2 separate regions of the Mus musculus genome follow, and region 1 is linked to region 2. The links are chromatin contacts, called in public Hi-C maps. All regions are on one chromosome and are shown on one strand. The core of a region is the stretch at or near the end of the contact, and the rest is flanking DNA. Distances in the headings are between cores, read along the strand shown.

Region 1 (4,067 bases), core at 1,361-3,860, 220 kb before region 2:
GGAAAGCTGCTAGGGGTGTGATAGCATCATCCGGAAACAATTGAGACTGGACAACAACAAGCCTTGCCTGCCTGCTTGTCATCAGAGGGGGTGGGGCTCATCTCAGGGGGCGGGGCTCATCCCAGGGGGGTGGGGGCTCATCCCAGGGGGCGGGGCTCATGCCAGGGGTGGAGCTAATCCCAGGGGATGAGGATCCTCCCAGGGGGTGGGGCTCTGTCCTTCAGGGAGTCCTTCCTTGCCTGGCTTGTGCAAGTTGGTTCTAATACCTACACTTAAAAAAAAAATGAGGACATGGAGGAGAGATGTAAGAGGAGAGGAGGAGGGAGAGGAGAAGGGAGAGGAGAAGAGAAAGAGGAGGAGGGGGATGAAGAAAAATAGGAGGAGCAGAAAGAGGAGGAGGAAGAAGAGCAGGAGGAAGAGAAAGGAACCAGAGAAATTCTTTTCAGACTTTCCTGAATGCCTTTTCATTCTGGAGCTAGAACTTCAATTGCTCTCAGGCATCAGACGCCCAGGTTCTGGGATCTTCTAACTCTGAAGCTACCTCTACCATAGCCCTGCTCAGGGTTCTCATCTTGGGACCCTGAATGTTCTTCAACTTGCAGTTGGTACATGGTGAGACTTCTTGGCCTGCAAATATCATGAGTCAGCTCCCATATATAATCCATGTTCTTGCATGTAGACCATATATGTATATGTTCTTGAGTATGAATTCATATATATGTACATATATGTACATCGATTACTTTTCTCTAGGGAGCTCTGACTAATAACATTTTCCATCTGTAAAGGGTATAAAGTATCCGCCACCCCTCAGGCTGTTGGAAAATTGACTTAAAGCAGCAGTTTGCCCAGCCTTATTAAGGACCTAGTAGCATGAAGTTTGTTTTGTGTTGGGCAGCTACTCCTGGGCATGGAGCCTGACTTGGAGTGTGACTGATACACTCAGTGACACACCACTGGGGAAAATGTATTTTAGCAAGTATTGATTGCAAATAGCTTCTTCCTTAGGGTCGGGATATCAGTGTCCCCCCTTTCAGTTCTGGGACCCTCCTCTGATGGAACCTATGCAGGTTTCCTGTGTGATGTCACTGTGAGTCCCCATGTAAATCAGTCTGACTGTGTCTAGAAAGAGCCATTTCCTTGAGTTACCCACCAACTCTGGCTCTCAGAAACTTTCTGTGTTTTGGGGGGTTTTCGTTGTTGGTTTTGGTTTTACTGGTTTTGTGTTTGTTTTAATTTTTATTTTTGTGAGATTATTTTTAAGAGAGAGAGATTATATAATTGGGGGAGGGGAGGGAGGTGGGAAGGATCTGGGAGAGTTGGGAAGGGAGAAAAACATGATCCAAATAATTGTATGAAAGCATTTTTAATTAAAAAAAAAGAATCCAATAGAATTTAGTTTCTTGTCTTGATACTAGAGATTAGTGTAAATTAACTAAGCTGAGGCCCAAGGCTATTAATCTATCTATCTATCTATCTATCTATCTATCTATCTATCTATCTATCTACCTACCTACCTACCTACCTACCTACCTACCTATCTATCTATCTATCTATCTATCTATCTATCTATCTATCTATCTATCTATCTATCTCTCATTCTATCATTCACTTCTCTTGCACAGTTCAAGCTGGTGTGGAACTCTAGGGCCTCCTGCCTCAACCTCCCAAATGCTGGAATCTCAAGAGCACTTAACCTACCACACTTAGCCAACCCAAACCTTTTAAATAAAACATCGACTTTTCTAGGGTCGGAGGGGTGGCAGGTATAAGGAGCCTTCCCTTTTAACTCCCAGAGCCCCGACTGGCTCCTGACCCTCTCAGTTGCCCATCCTGGGATGCCTTTCATGACCCCTACAGGGGATGGGGGAGAAGGCAGTGATGTGTGGGGCGGGGCAGGTTTCAGTGGCCTTCCAGCCTTCTCTACCTTTTAGCCTGAGACTCAGACAAGCAGGGTGACTCTCTGGGTGGAACTGGTTTCTCTGTTCTAACTGAACCCGGGAGAGAAGCAGGCAGGAGGATCTCAAGCCGGAGGCTAGCCTAGGCTAAAGAGATCTTGTCTTAAAGACGTAACAGCAACAACAACAACAAATGGTTATTCTTGTGGTATCTGGGTTAGTGTCTGTAGGTGGCCTCGGCGAAGGTGAGATAGACTGGTTGGTGCACACAATTCTGAGAGACTGAAACAACAAAGATACAATCGTACTAGCTTAATCCTCTTGGCTCCCTGGTTCCTGAAGCTACTTCCTCATACTGAGTGCTCCCCTCCCTCCTCCACCCCCAGATCAGGAAATGCAAATGTTATCTCCGTGCTCCTCTTCCCTCCTCTCCCCTCACAGTCTCTCCCTCTTCTTCATCTCTGTCTGTCTGTCTCGGAGTCTGTGTCTCTGTGTCTCTGTCTCTGTGTCTGTTTGTCTCTCTGTGTCTCTGTCTCTGTCTCTGTCTCTGTCTCTGTCTCTCTCTCTCTCTCTCTTTCTCTCTCTCTCTCTCTCCCTCCTACACAGCTGAGCAGCCTGGCCTGAAGCCCGCAGCCCCTTGAGGCACCGAGGAGCTCTGTCCCTCCTGCTGGCCAGATGTCCTGGCAAGCTCCATTGATGAGTCTCTTAGGACAGGGAAGGTCCAGCCCCCAGCAGACAGCATGCCAGGCTCTTGTGTGAGGCCCTGTTGGTTGAGGCCTCTCCCTAGTTGTCCCTACAGGCCCCCTCTGCATTGTCCCAGTGGCAGTTGACAAGGTCACAAACTGTTGGTAGAGAAGCCAGCTGTACAGGTCCCTGGTTATAGTCTCTGGCACCTATAAGAATTTCTCTGTATACCCTTATCCTGACCTTTTCTCAGTACCTTGTCTGCATTTTGCAAGGGCTGAGAGTAGCAGACCCAAGAGCAGAAATGCTTTTGAAGTTCACTGGTCAGAGACACTGTAAGGCTCTGTAATCTGATACCTGCCCCTTCCTGGACCTCCTGCTTTCTCCTGCCTCTAGATGGAAGGCCTCTTTGTGCAGAGAGCCTCCTGCTCAGTTCTCTGGCACCTCCAGCAAACAGCCTTTAGCACTGCAAAGAGTGCTGAGGGAGGCCTCAGAGGCTAAGCCCAGCTCCTAGAAGCACTCAGGTCAGGAGCAGCCGGGACCCCACCCTCAGTGGCCCTGCTTCCTCTCCCCTCTGCAATGGGCCTGTCCATCTGCATCTGGACCCATTTCACCTCCTTGGCACCACCACGATCGGGTGTTCCACTGTGGGGCTGGCAAGTTTATCTGCTGTCATGCACTTTATATCCCCCATAACTCTGCTGCCCAAGCCCTCCTATGCATGTGTTTAATTTTTACAGTCAGGAAGACAGATGGGGCTAGTGACAGCCCAGACATCCTGGATGGGGGTGCTCCGGCCCTCCCCAGGAGGAACCTGTCCATGAATTCCATCCGTGGCCTGGGGTGGTAGTTTATGCATGATGCCCCTGTGGTTTTTAAAATGTCCTTAAGCTTTTGATGACTGAGATAAAGGAAAAGGAAGAGGCCGTGTAAATATGAAAGCACTATTGGGAAGAGCAGCCAGGACCTCTATAGGCCACTTTATAAGGTCACTTGAGGCCTGTTCCTGGCTCACACATCTATTCCACATCCATCTACCATCCACTTGGTGGAACAGTGAAAGATCCTACTCCAGCAGTCTCATCCTTTTCCCAGACACACTTTAGGGTGATCGCAATGACAATGACCATGACCACAAAAGAGAAGGAACACATAAAATGATGAAACGAGAAGCCACGCCCATTTTCAAAATGATGTTTTTATGGTCCATAACTCGCCATCAAACACAAGCAGCACTCCTGTTATACAAACCAGCTCTAAGTTAGATCCTCAGTAAGGCACACCCCATCTTGGGCATTGGCCCCAAGTCCCTCCCCCAGGGCAGTTCTGCAGTCCTCCTGATAGAACAAGCATCTGAAGTTACAAATCTGCTAACCACCATCTGCCCCAAAGGCCTTCCCATCATCTGCAATCTATGCCCATCCATGAGACCCCTGCCTGTCTGGCCACCTCCTAAGAGTTCTGGTGATCAACGCTTAGTAAGGG
Region 2 (4,422 bases), core at 463-2,962:
CCTCAAATGGGACATCTATATCACACACACATGGCGGGGGGCATATATTGTGCTCACACAGGAATCATTGCAGAAGAGAAGATGAAAAGATGGTAGAAAGCCAGAGGTCTGGGAGGACACTGCAAAACAGAGTGGACTGCTACACCCCTGAACTCACAGAGCCCGTGATTGCCTTCGAAAGACCCACATGAGGTCATGACCAAGCCAGCCAATATTCTAGCGTGAATCAGAATGGGCTCAGGATCCTCCACTCCCAGCTTGGGAGCTGGTGAGAGTTGATGGCTCCTGGATCATAACTCCAGGAAATAACTCTACACTCTGCTACTGCAATGGGGTTTGCTTCTGGGGAGCCCTTGCCTAAAGACATTGCAATTTTGAAAATAAATGCAAAGATGTAAATTGTCAGTCTTTTCTCAAAAGCCCAATGGCCCACGAAATAGGTTGGCCCACAGTTTGGGGTTGGCTCTAGCACAGGTGCTAGAGTTTAAGGCCTGGCACTTGACCTCTTGGACACTGTTAGCACAGATGTTCGCAGAGACATCCATCATTCAGAAAGACTTCAACTTTCCTACAAGTGACACAGATACCGGAGTCATCTTGTCACAGAGGTCACTCTCCATTCCTTCCAGAACCTCACCCTGCCTCCTAAAAGGCCAGTCACACCTTGCATGGATAGACTTCTCTGAGCCGCATCCTGAGGCCAAAAGCAGCTGTGATTCCATTTCAAAATGGCCCCTTTATCCAAGGCCCGAGATGAGGTTCATGAACAGAAAACACATCTGTTGACATTCTTAAAAACATACAATCATATTCCACATAGCAAGACAGGACTGGGTGACTCATTGAAGTCATAAAGACTGCAAATCGCAGCGTTGGTGTCTTTGAGTAGAAGTTACCAGAAGATCTGCATTTGATTGTCTCAAAAACCGTAGGCAGTCATTTGACGTGTCGTGAGATCCGAATCGGCTAAGGTTGAAGATGATCCTCTTCGTGTTTCATTAGCAGATATCAGGTTAATAAAAAGTTTAAAAGTTGACTGCTATCCCCCCACTACTCCCGAGATTTATGAGACCTCCTCTGTGGGGCCGCACTGGGAATGGCAGCCGACACTCTTATTTCTTCAGAGCACACTCTGTCATCTCCCTCTGTGGTCCCCAAAGTCTGCCAATTAAAGACCTCCGAGATGACATTCCACTGCTGAAGTTATGCACACATAAATCACTGTAATAAGAGAAGATTGTTATGTTAACCTCCGCCTCACAACCCTTCTCTTTTTGTGAGAAATATGCAAAACATTCATTTGTCTGGCACCAAAGAAGCAATTTCCCAGCAGATGCCTGGGAGGCCCATGGGATGTTACCCCTTCCTGTGGTTACGTAGGCGGTGCCTGGTGCACCAGCAGGCATTACTCAACTCCAAACACAGAGCAATGAGGCCATAAACCAGGCGGCATTACGTCAGCGACAGGATGCTCTGAAATAAATGGGGAGCTGCTTCGATCTAGAGGAACATTTTTCCATGTTTAACCAAGCAAAACTGGAGTCACTACTGAGCACACAGCTTCAAAGGTCAACGCATAAGGAGACCAGTTCTGGAGAGGGGGGACAAGTGCTTTGTTCGGTCACGGAAGCAAGCCCCAAGGAAGCTCGAGTTTCACTGTCAGAGTGTGTGGCCAGTGTGCAGTGAGTGTGACTTAAAAGATTATCTACTGGGTGTTAGAGAGACTGGGGTTGGGGAGGGGTGAGGCCCTGGGAGCTGGGAACTATAACAGCTGCGGCTGGAAACTCAAGGTGGTTGCTTCCTGTGAGGTCTTTGCACACCACCGTGGGCTGGGTTCAGAATCCCTTAGAGCAGTGGTTTTCAATCTATGGGTCTTGACACCTTTAGAGGTCGAAAGACCCATATATAGGGGTCCCATGCCATATGTCCTACATATTGGGTATTTATACTGTGATTCATAAGTGTAGCAAAATCACTGTTATGAAATAGCAAAGAACATAATTGTATAGTTGAGGGGGTCACCACAAGAGAAGGAACTGTATTAAAGGATCACACCATTGAGAAAGTTGAGAACCACTGCCCTAGCGATTTGACCATAACCACAAAAAGAAAGAAAACAGAAAGATAATTCTTCAACAACAGAACAAATATTAATAATGCCCTAATTACTTATATCTACATGTTCACTTTAGGAATCCATATTAATTGAAAGATGGGGGAATGGAAAGTCTAGTCATGAACTAAACTATACTTCCTCTCTACCCAACCATCCAAGATTAGCTAACCCAAGGCCATGATGCCTCAACTAATGAGTAGGGGTAACCTGCCATTCATATGTGATTCACTAGTTTTCTTCGGATGTCCAAGAGAACCCACTATTTTGGTTAAAAGACCTTGTATCAGTTATTTCTTTGTCACTGTGAACAAATACCTGAGAGACACAATAGAAAGGGAAAAAAACATTTTAACTTGTAGTTACAGACAGATTTTAGGTCAATGTGTTGGAGAAGGCAGAGAGGTAGACCAGAAAGCCGAAACTATAGATGAAAAATTGAAGTATGTATGGCTATCAGGGGCCTAGTCTACTGTCCTACTTCCACCAGCTACATCCCACCTCAGAAAGGCTCCACAGCCTTCAGAACAACATGACCAATCAGAGACTGGGTATTCAAAACATAAACTTGAGGGGTACATTTCAGACTTAAACCATACGAGACACCCTAAAGGCCTAATGTTCAAACCAAGTACATGCATCTTTGTAAGGCAAGCCAGACACTGAAAAATCAGACAGAACAAAATCCTTGGTGCTGGGTGTTCGCTCTCAAATCAGGTTGATCTAAAGGAATAAAATAGTTCTAGAAAGAAAATTATCTGTGCCCCCCCCCACCATGTTTTGAAGGACTTGGTGGGGTAGCGATAGAATACGCATTCTATAATTCTTTATTGTAGTCAGACAGAAACCTCAATCTCATTCATCCCAGAATACTCCTTGCTTTGGGGCTGGTAGTATATGTGATAATGAGGCTATTAAAAATGTCTGATTGCAGCCCGGCGTGGTGGCGGCAGAGGCAGGCAGATTTCTGAGTTTGAGGCCAGCCTGGTCTACAAAGTGAGATCCAGGATAGCCAGGGCTATACAGAGAAGCCCTGTCTGAAAAAAAAAAAAGTGATTTCATACACCTGATTCTGCCTAATTCTCTCCACATGTCATTCCTCAAATCTCTTTTCTTGCTTTGACTCCCTTTCAAAACATGAAAGCGTAACTCACCATTCTCAATAGCCTCAGGTCACCTTGGTTTGCATGGAAATTGGGCGGTTTTTGAAGGTATGCAACTCCCCAAGTCAAAAGTCATCAATCTCCTCTATAGTCTAGGCTGGCCTTCTATTTGGAATAGAAATAGCCTCCACCTCCAGCATAGCTGGGATTGTAAGCCTTCTCTATTAAGCCTAGTCCAGAGGTATCCTTTAAGTGAACGTTTAGAACTTAGTTGGAGTGCATGAGTTAGACATGGCTGACACCTTTGCAGGGCATGTTCACAGGCAATAAAGAAAAGTTCCTGCTAGGTGTTTGAGCAGAAACGAGTCCAGATATCTAGGATTGGCAAGAACAACTTCCACTTCATACTGAGGTCAAAAGGTGGCAGAAGCTATTGCACAGAGCATGAGATGTTAAGGATTTGAGAGCTGGTTTTTCAAAGGGGCAGAGTACACAGACGCAGCAATATATACAGTTTTCACCAGTTAGCCCCACACCCCGGTGAGAATCACTACTTATCAGAGCATCCAGCATGGAGCAGCACCTTGTCCCTGGCGAATGCTGCCAGAGCTCTCACTCAGTGTGGTCCGTTTATTTATTTATTTTTATTTTTTAAGCACGAGTGTGTGTGTGTGTGTGTGTGTGTATGGCCATGCACCCCTATGCGTTCACGCAGGCATGTACATGCAAGAAAAGTCAGAACATAAGATTCCCAAGAGCTAGAGTTGTAGACAATTGTGAGCTGCCCAACTGAGGTGCTGAGAAATTGGCTCCTCTGCAAACACCATGTGTGCGTAATCTCTGCAGTTCATGCATGTGTAATCTCTGCAGTCCGTGTGTGTGTAATCTCCACAGTCCATGCATGTACAGTCTTTGCAGCCCATGCATATGTCATCTCTCCAGCCTGTGGTCCTTTTAGCTAAAATGTTGTATTAGTTACTTTTCTGTTGCTGTGGTCAATACCATTTCCAAAAGCAACTTAAGACAGAAAGAGTCTTTGAGGATGGGGGAGCATGGCATGGCTGCAGGAGCAGGATGCATCCCCACACATAAGCACAGAGAGAGCAGGAAGTCGGGCAAGACTATCAACCTTCAAAGCCCACTCCCAGTGGCACACTTCCGCCAGCAGGGCTCCCCCTTCCACCAAAGTTTCCCACAAAACAGTGT

Evidence for each region. A called contact is a pair of places that touch in the nucleus more often than the background predicts.
Region 1: a Hi-C map of uterus shows a contact between it and region 2, with 3 times the contacts expected there. The contact joins two enhancer-like sites. A contact is called at or near these places in 6 of 484 Hi-C or Micro-C datasets (adipose-derived mesenchymal stem cells, muscle stem cells, myocytes and 1 more) and 1 of 115 datasets of contacts at active chromatin or transcription factors (embryonic fibroblasts).

The regions. Positions count from the first base shown.
Region 1 is chr7:36,316,559-36,320,625 of GRCm38.p6, reverse strand. No RefSeq gene overlaps it. Among named protein-coding and RNA genes, the nearest start is that of Gm46016, 150 kb to the right of the region's middle. Within about 2 kb of position 2,610, at least 21 of the 459 cell types and tissues checked have an H3K27ac peak or open chromatin away from gene starts, as enhancers often do. A contact at or near this core is called in muscle stem cells and uterus, where this site is marked.
Region 2 is chr7:36,092,656-36,097,077 of GRCm38.p6, reverse strand. Gm38991 (a long non-coding RNA gene) reads right to left here. Exons shown (of 6, transcript XR_881969.1): 5 at 1-1,221. Among named protein-coding and RNA genes, the nearest start is that of Gm38991, 19 kb to the right of the region's middle. Within about 2 kb of position 1,712, at least 48 of the 459 cell types and tissues checked have an H3K27ac peak or open chromatin away from gene starts, as enhancers often do. A contact at or near this core is called in muscle stem cells and uterus, where this site is marked.